3 separate regions of the Gossypium hirsutum genome follow, and regions 1 and 2 are each linked to region 3. Evidence: chromatin contacts called from public Hi-C data. All regions are on one chromosome and are shown on one strand. The core of a region is the stretch at or near the end of the contact, and the rest is flanking DNA. Distances in the headings are between cores, read along the strand shown. Region 1 holds the start of LOC107950369. Region 2 holds the start of LOC107950596. Region 3 holds the start of LOC107950600 (protein BRASSINOSTEROID INSENSITIVE 1).

What was found. A called contact is a pair of places that touch in the nucleus more often than the background predicts.
Region 1: a Hi-C map of leaf shows a contact between it and region 3, with 2.3 times the contacts expected there. The contact joins the promoter of LOC107950369 here to the promoter of LOC107950600 in region 3. A contact is called at or near these places in 2 of 34 Hi-C or Micro-C datasets (callus and leaf).
Region 2: a Hi-C map of leaf shows a contact between it and region 3, with 1.8 times the contacts expected there. The contact joins the promoter of LOC107950596 here to the promoter of LOC107950600 in region 3. A contact is called at or near these places in 2 of 34 Hi-C or Micro-C datasets (both in leaf).

Annotation. Positions count from the first base shown.
Region 1 is chrD03:6,696,821-6,699,520 of Gossypium_hirsutum_v2.1, reverse strand. It overlaps LOC107950369, which reads left to right and starts at 1,329. Exons shown (of 2, transcript XM_016885209.2): 1 at 1,329-1,887; 2 at 1,993-2,577. The coding sequence starts at 1,768. The coding sequence ends at 2,229.
Region 2 is chrD03:7,025,595-7,028,294 of Gossypium_hirsutum_v2.1, reverse strand. LOC107950596 reads right to left here and starts at 1,360. Exons shown (of 3, transcript XM_016885474.2): 1 at 1,016-1,360; 2 at 470-550. The coding sequence starts at 1,174. LOC107950597 reads right to left here. Exons shown (of 3, transcript XM_016885475.2): 3 at 2,401-2,700. The coding sequence ends at 2,528.
Region 3 is chrD03:6,891,532-6,894,231 of Gossypium_hirsutum_v2.1, reverse strand. It overlaps LOC107950600 (protein BRASSINOSTEROID INSENSITIVE 1), which reads left to right and starts at 1,332. Exons shown (of 1, transcript XM_016885478.2): 1 at 1,332-2,700. The coding sequence starts at 1,602.

The sequences.
Region 1 (2,700 bases), core at 80-2,579, 190 kb after region 3:
GGAGGGGTGAAAAAGTAATTAAACACTAAAAGTACTTTTAGAAGAGAAAAAGTTAAAAATTTTAATTTCTTCTTTTTAGAAGTGCTTTTGAAAAACACTTATGAAAAATTAAAAATTTCAGTCAAAATTAGCTTGTTTAGCATAGCTTTTCTTCCAAAAGTACGTACTTTTGAAGTCAGAAGTACTTTTTTTAAGCACCACTAAACAAGCCCAGTACCATGAACAATTTTAAACAAGGGTAAACTACATTATTAGTCACTAAATTTTAGGTAGGTTTTGGTTTTAGTCATTTAATTATAAAAAGTTATAATTTGGTCATTGAATTATTCAAAAATTTTCGTTTAAGTCACTAGAGTGTTAAAATCGATGTTATATGGCTTTCTCTACTCGCACTGCCTGTATAAATTGAAAGCTTTCTTTTCTCTTCTCTTTTACAATTTAGTTTTTTTTTTATAAAACAACTTTAGACGTCATGAATTTAGGAACCAAAATTTAAACAAATTTTTTCTACAATCTCCGACATTGGCTGTTAGATTGACTTGGATCTGAGATATGTTCTTCTACTCGTCGATGGGTACTAATCTACCGTACTGGTCGTCGTTGGTTGGAGCTCACTAGCGGAGCTTAAAAGAAGAAAAAACTTAACAGCCCAGTGACTTAAGTAAAAACTTTTGAATAGTTCAATGACTTAAAATAAAAACTTTTGAATAGTTTAGTGACTTAAATGAAAACTTTCGAATAGTTTAGTAATCAGATTGTAATTTTTCTTAGTTAAGTGATAAAAACGAAAACTTACCCATAATTTAGTAACTAATAATGTAGTTTACCCTTTACTTGAATATCCTTGGTTATCTTAATGCATTTAATTCAGTCCCTCTTTGGCTGCTTGAATATTATGTTCCGCAATGCAAAAGAATTTTTTTTGCATGATTTGCTTCTATTTTATGTTGGGATTAGAGATAAATTATGTGTTAAAGTTCAAACGAAGATGACAATGAAATGCTCAATGTCAAAGAATCAGAACACAATTAATTCACGGCTTATATGATTTAAAACTGTAAATTACAAATACGCTAGTTGCATTGACAAACGACCCCTCAAATTCTGTGGAGCTCTACAAAAACAAGTCTCAAATTCTAAAGTAATTAAAGCAATGGCCCTACAACAAAGCTCTTAGATCCTCTGGTTACTGAGTTTGACTGTCCTTTAGCTTAAACCATGACAAAAGACAGCAGTATCTAGCTATCTAGATACTAGTTGAGACCAGTTATGGGCAAGCGTTCATTCAATTGGGTTTTGCAAGTAGTGTATATCCCTTGTATTGGGGTTGGACTATGAATTTTGAGCCATACCTTGTTTCCTTAGAGATGTAAAAAAGGATAAAGGAAGTGAGGCTGACCTAGTTACACCCATGCATGCTAGTGATGATTTGGGATTAGATATCTGGGTGTGGGCTATCTCTTTGCCTTTGCTATGCTTTGCTTGCTGCTACTCTTTTATCTCTTCTTCCCCCTACTGGATAACATCATAACGCTGCTTCATGATTCTTGTGGGGACTTAGCCAGATTGGCTAACTGCCACTAAAAGACCCCACCACCCCACATGCACTTCCCCCCTCCTCCTATCTGCCTTTTAACTCACCCATCTCTTTTCTAGCTGTTCTTTTATTTATAACCCCCATGGCTCGGGAGAGACTAAACATTTCCTTTCTTGGTTACTTGCCAAAAACCCCACTCTCATAAGACTCTCTAGCTTTCGAGGACAGACATGGAAGTGGCTGTTGAGCTTGAAGATGATCTGTTTTTTGCAGACTTGAGCAAGCAAATCTCTTTGCTAATCATGGATGATGAAGACCCAGTTTCAACATGTCCTTCAGTTTCCTTCCAGGTTTTTATAACCATCTACATATGTTTCTTTTTCATGGATTTTCTGGTATTATTAACTTCACAGCTTCATGGATTGAAATTTTTGTCCTGTCAAAACTTTTTGCAGACATTTTCTGCAGCAAATTATCTAATAACACAATCTCCATATCTCCAAGAACAAATCTGCAGAAGAGAAAGCAAAGGCACTGGAGTTTTTATCCCAAAGGCATCACATCCTAGAAGGAAGCATAGGCAAGGCAGATATAGTTCATTCAACAGGAAGTCTAACAGGCACCATGATAACACTACAAAAATGGCTTCTCAGCCATCTTATGATAATTCTTTTTACCCAAGGAAAGGCTAAGGATTCACATCTTCATCAAGTGTATGACTTAATAAAAGGAAAATCACTACTAAACCCCTTGTCAACAGCTGCTCAAGGCAAGACAAGGCAAGGCAGGTTTAAGGATCTTATAATTACATATATATATATGTACATGTATATATATAGATTCATCATGAATTATGTATACGTGCAAGAAAAATAATTGATTCTGCTCCTAATAAGTGAGTCTTGAAGAGGTTCACCAAAGGGTCTGCCTCCCAAAATCATGGATATGTATGGTGATTTTTATGTAAGTGTGATATAGGGGAAAAAGTATGTATTTGTTTCTCAATGTAATTGATTATATATATTAATTTATTGATGTTAGAGTTTTTATTTAATAATATTTTTTTTCCTTTATTGCCTATTCCTTCATCCATCTAACTATCCAAGCAACTATACTGGACCAAAGCATTGCATTTGAAAAATTGACCTGCGAGTTATCAATGG
Region 2 (2,700 bases), core at 111-2,610, 130 kb before region 3:
GATTCCAAACCAGGTACTCTTGGAAGGCTTACTTGCTGTATGAACAATTATATGATTAATATGCATAAAAGAATACGCTTTTAAATAATTTAACAAACTTTAATTACTAATATACAGACGTTTGAAAAATATTTTGCTGGATTGTTGATATTAAAATACTATAAAATATGTAGAGAAAAGTATAATATTTCAAAATAATTTAAAACATTCAAATAAAAAAATTTATCCCAGAATGATATTCAAGATTGTCTTTCGTAGACTGAACCCAACAAAGTAAAAGAACTAGAATTAAATGGAGTAACATGCCTAACATATCATATAAAATAGTCCGTAAAATGTAGGATCCAAGGGCATCAACAAAGTATTTCATAGTTATCCAGTTTAGTTGCAAAGTTCAATTCAAAGCATATGCGATTGGCAGAGGCAAATAGCTAATTGGCAACTAAGGAAAGCAAGAAATGAAAAATACCTGCAAATAAGCAACTATATCAACAGTTGTAGCCCTTGACCCTTCTTCTTGCTGCCTCAGAATCCATTGATAGAGTTTCTCCTGCAAAGGGAAAAAAGATCTATACACTTAGAGAGGAAGGTATTTCACAATGAAAACAAATTCCATACACCAAAACCAGCAAGGAATAATACAGAAATTTTAACATTTTACAAATTAATTAAGTTTTCATTGCTTCAACATTTCACATAAATGTTAAAAAGAAAATTCATATAAGATTACAAATGATTAATTGCTTTTGACAGAACAACTAACAACATAATAATTGTTGCGCATAAAAGCAAAATCAAACAGTTCGTTGCACGTGAGATTTAAACTAAGGAGATTTCATAGTTTATTTTAGATATTATAATACAAAGGATATAACATTTAAAATAAAGCGATTTCATTAGGTATTTGGTTATCACAACAAATATCGGATTCAATCAAGCATAAAAAAATCATAGGAATCAACCACGAATAAAATATTATTAAGCAAATAGATACAAAGAGGGATAGGAAGCGAACCAGCGCGTGACGTTCACCGGCCTGAAAAGAAAGGCGTTGGTGGTTCATAGCCTGGGTGTAAAGCTGGGAGAGGGAGTTTGCAGCGCTGCAAAAACTGGTGTACATGGTCCGATCAACCTCGTCAAGGCGCGAGGCGTCGGATTTTCTCTTCTTCGTCATGTTTAATTTTCTAATTGAAAATAAATTACAAGTAAATAAATAAAACTGCTACGATAGAGCGAAAGAGGGTTTTATTTTCTGAAAAAAAATTTTAAATGATGCAGATTTACATGAAATCGAAGAAGAATTGTAGATTAGGGTAGAGAGGAAATGCGGATGTTTTGAGTTGGAAAGAGACGATTATGATTTACGAAAGAAGTAGCAGGGAGTTTTTATATGAGCTACATCACATGGGCCCTTATGGGCCGCCTTTCATCGCTCTTTTTTTTATTATATACGTTTGAAATAAAAATAAAAATTATATGAAATAATATTTTTTTGAAAAAAAAGATAATTAATAATGTAAATTATCCATATGATTTTTTTTAGAAATCTAATCTTTATATTCTATTCTGTCAATTTATGACATCAATTTAATCTAGTATTTAAAGACAGTATAGATATTTATTGAAAAATAAAAAAAGGATTGTATTTATCTTTTTTCTGCACGGTTGAAAAATAGGAGAAAAATATATTATTTAATTAACTTTCCCTTTACTTTTAGGAAAAAGAATAATTGATATTCTGTAAGCATATATAGATTTAACTTCTTTTTTTATCTAATTAATTACTGGACACATATACACAAACAAGCAGCATAGGTTATGGGCTTGGTAAACAAAATATATTGAAATTTGTAAGCTACATAAAATGCCTAGGTCCAGTCTGGTCAATCTCGGAGAACTCAAACATGCTTGCTCAAGATTGAGCCTGTTGGATATGAAAAAGTATATTAAAATAATAAATAATATTTTATATTTATATCTCAAAATAAAATAACTCGAAAAAATTGGTTTTCTTCTTATTTTGTATATTTTATAAAAAAAAGTATGTAATAAATTTATAAATTTATATTAAATATTAGAACATTGACCAGAATTCGTCATTAGAAGAATGTGTTAATGAAACTACGAAGAGTGGTTTATGCAAATGGATTCCTGAAAGAAACATAAAAGGATCTTTGATTGCTTTGGATTAGTATTAGTACTTTACAACTTTAGCTTGGTCATCATCCGCAAGGGGTTGCCTGGAACACAAGGTATTGTAGGTTAGTAAACCTAACACGCTAAGCAATGCTATATTGCCGGAATTTTCAACAGTTGTTTGTTTCTTGCTAGATTGGGATGATGGCTAGAACTAGATGTCTCCCCATTCAAGCGAATACCACCATTATTAGACAAATATAATTATATGACAATAGCACATTAACATTGAACTTGCAATACATTTCAAGATACTTTTCAGATTCCTAGCCTTTCAAGATATTTTACAAGAAAAAAAGCAGAAAGCAGCAAATGAATGACCATAGAAATTTCAGAAAGGAAAATCTTGGTGTGGACTATCATCAGCATGCATGTCCATGCAATCGTTAGTGCTTGGGGAATCAGTTTCTCTGTTTTGTAGGTTAGTGTGGTATGTTTCATTATTTCGAGGTTCATTGGTAGAGGAGCTGATGTTATTTGCTCCCGGGACTGAGTGGTAGTGCT
Region 3 (2,700 bases), core at 83-2,582:
ACAACCTTTTCAATTTCTACGAGTCAGCATTCTACCCTTCTTATAAAAAATAAGAGAAATTAATCTTTATATATTAGATCAAAAAGTAATTTGATTATTTCTATTAAAAATTTCATCAATTTGTACAGCGTGGTTGATAAAACTACCAGATTATAACATATGTATCTCATGCTAACATATAAGGGCTAATTTTTAAGAGTATAATTTGATAAATAAAGGATTTGCTCTTTGAACTGATTAACCCATTTTTTAAATAGAGCGAGGCAAAAATATAATCAAACTCTTAGTACAAGATCTTCGTCATACTTTACCTTCAATTTTTTATAAGGATAAAATTACCTAGAAAATATTATAAGAAATTGAAATGTTGAAAAATATGAGTAATTGTGAGTTGGGTGATTATGAAATCTAGGTTTCTTATAGGACTATAAACGCTGAATTCTCGTAACATATAATTATTTATTATGTTAATAAAGTGATATTAACGAAATTTGTAATAACAATAGTTTAAGATAACATATTTTTCGAAATAAATTTATTTAATAAAAAAAAGAATGAAATCACTTGGAATATCATTTCCATTCATTTTTAAGTTAAAAATCTAATTACAGAACAGTAAACTTATATATAGCTTTATCAAATGGATCATAAAAAAATTCAATTTATTTTTAGATCACTGAGATTTTAGATGTTTGAAATTGAGAAAATTGATTCCCTTACTTACTTTCACAAAAGACAAAAAAAAAATACTAATTTTTATTTGGTTTATATGAAATCTTCCAGACATTTTTTTTAAAAATTTGCATTTATGTAATTTATATATTAATTTGGTTTTTTTTTTACTAATCTTTTGGTGGGATTATCAACAGATTATGAGATTGCAATAATTCTGTTCAAGATTGAAAGAAGAGGAGAGAAAAGAAAACATATTTAAAATTCTTGGAAAATCGTATATATTCGTTTCCGTCATTAAAAGTGTAATAAACATTTAAAAGTTGAAGTGAAAAACTTGTAAGGTTGGAATGAAGGCCTTGGTTAAAAAATATTGAATTCCTTACTCTTAAACCTAACCATTGTTGAAACTAATAAACATGACCCAAATCAAGATTAGTATTTTTTTATATGAAGAAACAGACATACAAAAAGAAGATTTATTTGAAGTAGGAGATTTAAGGGTTGCTCCACCCCCACCTCTACTGTGAAGCACTTAATCACCCATCTAGAGAGACAAACATATTATTATAACCCATTATTCAAATTGATTAGATTTAGAACTAAGATTTATTAACCAATATTTAATTTAAAAATTAAGAGAAACAGAAGAGTAGAGGGTCACATGGCATGTGAGCCAACAACAGCAGTTTCCACTCCTCCCCACTTTGATGAATACCCTTCTTACTCTCTTCACTTCCTCTTTTGACTCCATTTTTCTCTTTCTTTCAGTAACATACAAACCCAACTTTTCTCTCTCTCTTCACTAAAACCAGAGCCCAAAGCTCTCTCCTTTAATGGCAGGCTCATACCTTAAACACCTCTCTTTGTTTCTCTTGTTTTCATTGTTATAATAAACAAGTTCAAAATTTCCACCCATCCCTACAAATATGAGACCTTTATTTGTCTTTCTCACCTTCACCGTCACCTTTCTTATCTGCTTTGAAGTTCTTGTGGTGTCTTCTTTAAACAGCAAAGATTCTCAGTTACTGCTCAGCTTCAAAGCTAGCTTGCCTGACCAATCTCTGCTTCAAAGCTGGGTACCTAAACAAGACCCTTGTAGCTTCAATGGTGTAACATGCCAAGACTCAAAGGTTTCCTCTATTGAACTCAGTGACACCTCCTTGAGCACCGATTTTCACTCTGTTGCTGCCTTCCTTTTAGCGTTGGAAAACTTGGAATCCCTTACTTTGTTGAAAGCCAACATCTCTGGCAACATTTCTTTCCCTTATGGATCCAAGTGTAGCTCCTTGTTAACCAGTTTGGATCTGTCTCAAAACACCTTGTCTGGTCCCCTTTCAACCCTTTCCACCTTGGGTTCTTGCCCAAATTTGAAGTCTCTCAATTTATCAACCAACAAACTCGAGTCTTCTGGTGAAGAACAAACCAGGGGTTTGCAGCTAAGTTTGGAAGTTCTCGATCTTTCTTTCAACAAGCTGTCGGCTGGAAACTTGGTCCCTTGGATTCTTCACGGTGGTTGCAATGACTTGAAGCACTTGGCTTTGAAGGGAAACGTGATTACTGGTGACATAAACGTCTCCAACTGCAAAAAACTCAAGTTTTTGGACGTTTCTTGGAATAATTTCTCAATGGGGACGCCTTCATTTGGTGACTGTTTAAGTTTAGAACACCTCGATGTGTCTGCCAACAAGTTTTCCGGTGACATTGGTCGTGAAATCTCTTCATGTCTGAACTTAAACTTCTTGAATCTATCTAGCAACCAGTTTTCCGGTCGGGTTCCAGGTTTACCAATATCCAAATTGGAACGTCTTTATTTAGCCGGTAATAAGTTTCAAGGACAGATTCCTCTGTATCTGACTGAAGCTTGTGCAACTCTTGTGGAGCTGGATCTTTCTTCAAACAATCTTTCTGGTATGATTCCTAGTAGCTTTGCTTCTTGTTCTTCTTTGGAATCTTTCGATGTATCCACCAACAACTTCACTGGTAAACTTCCCATTGAGATATTCCAGAATATGAGGTCCTTGAAGA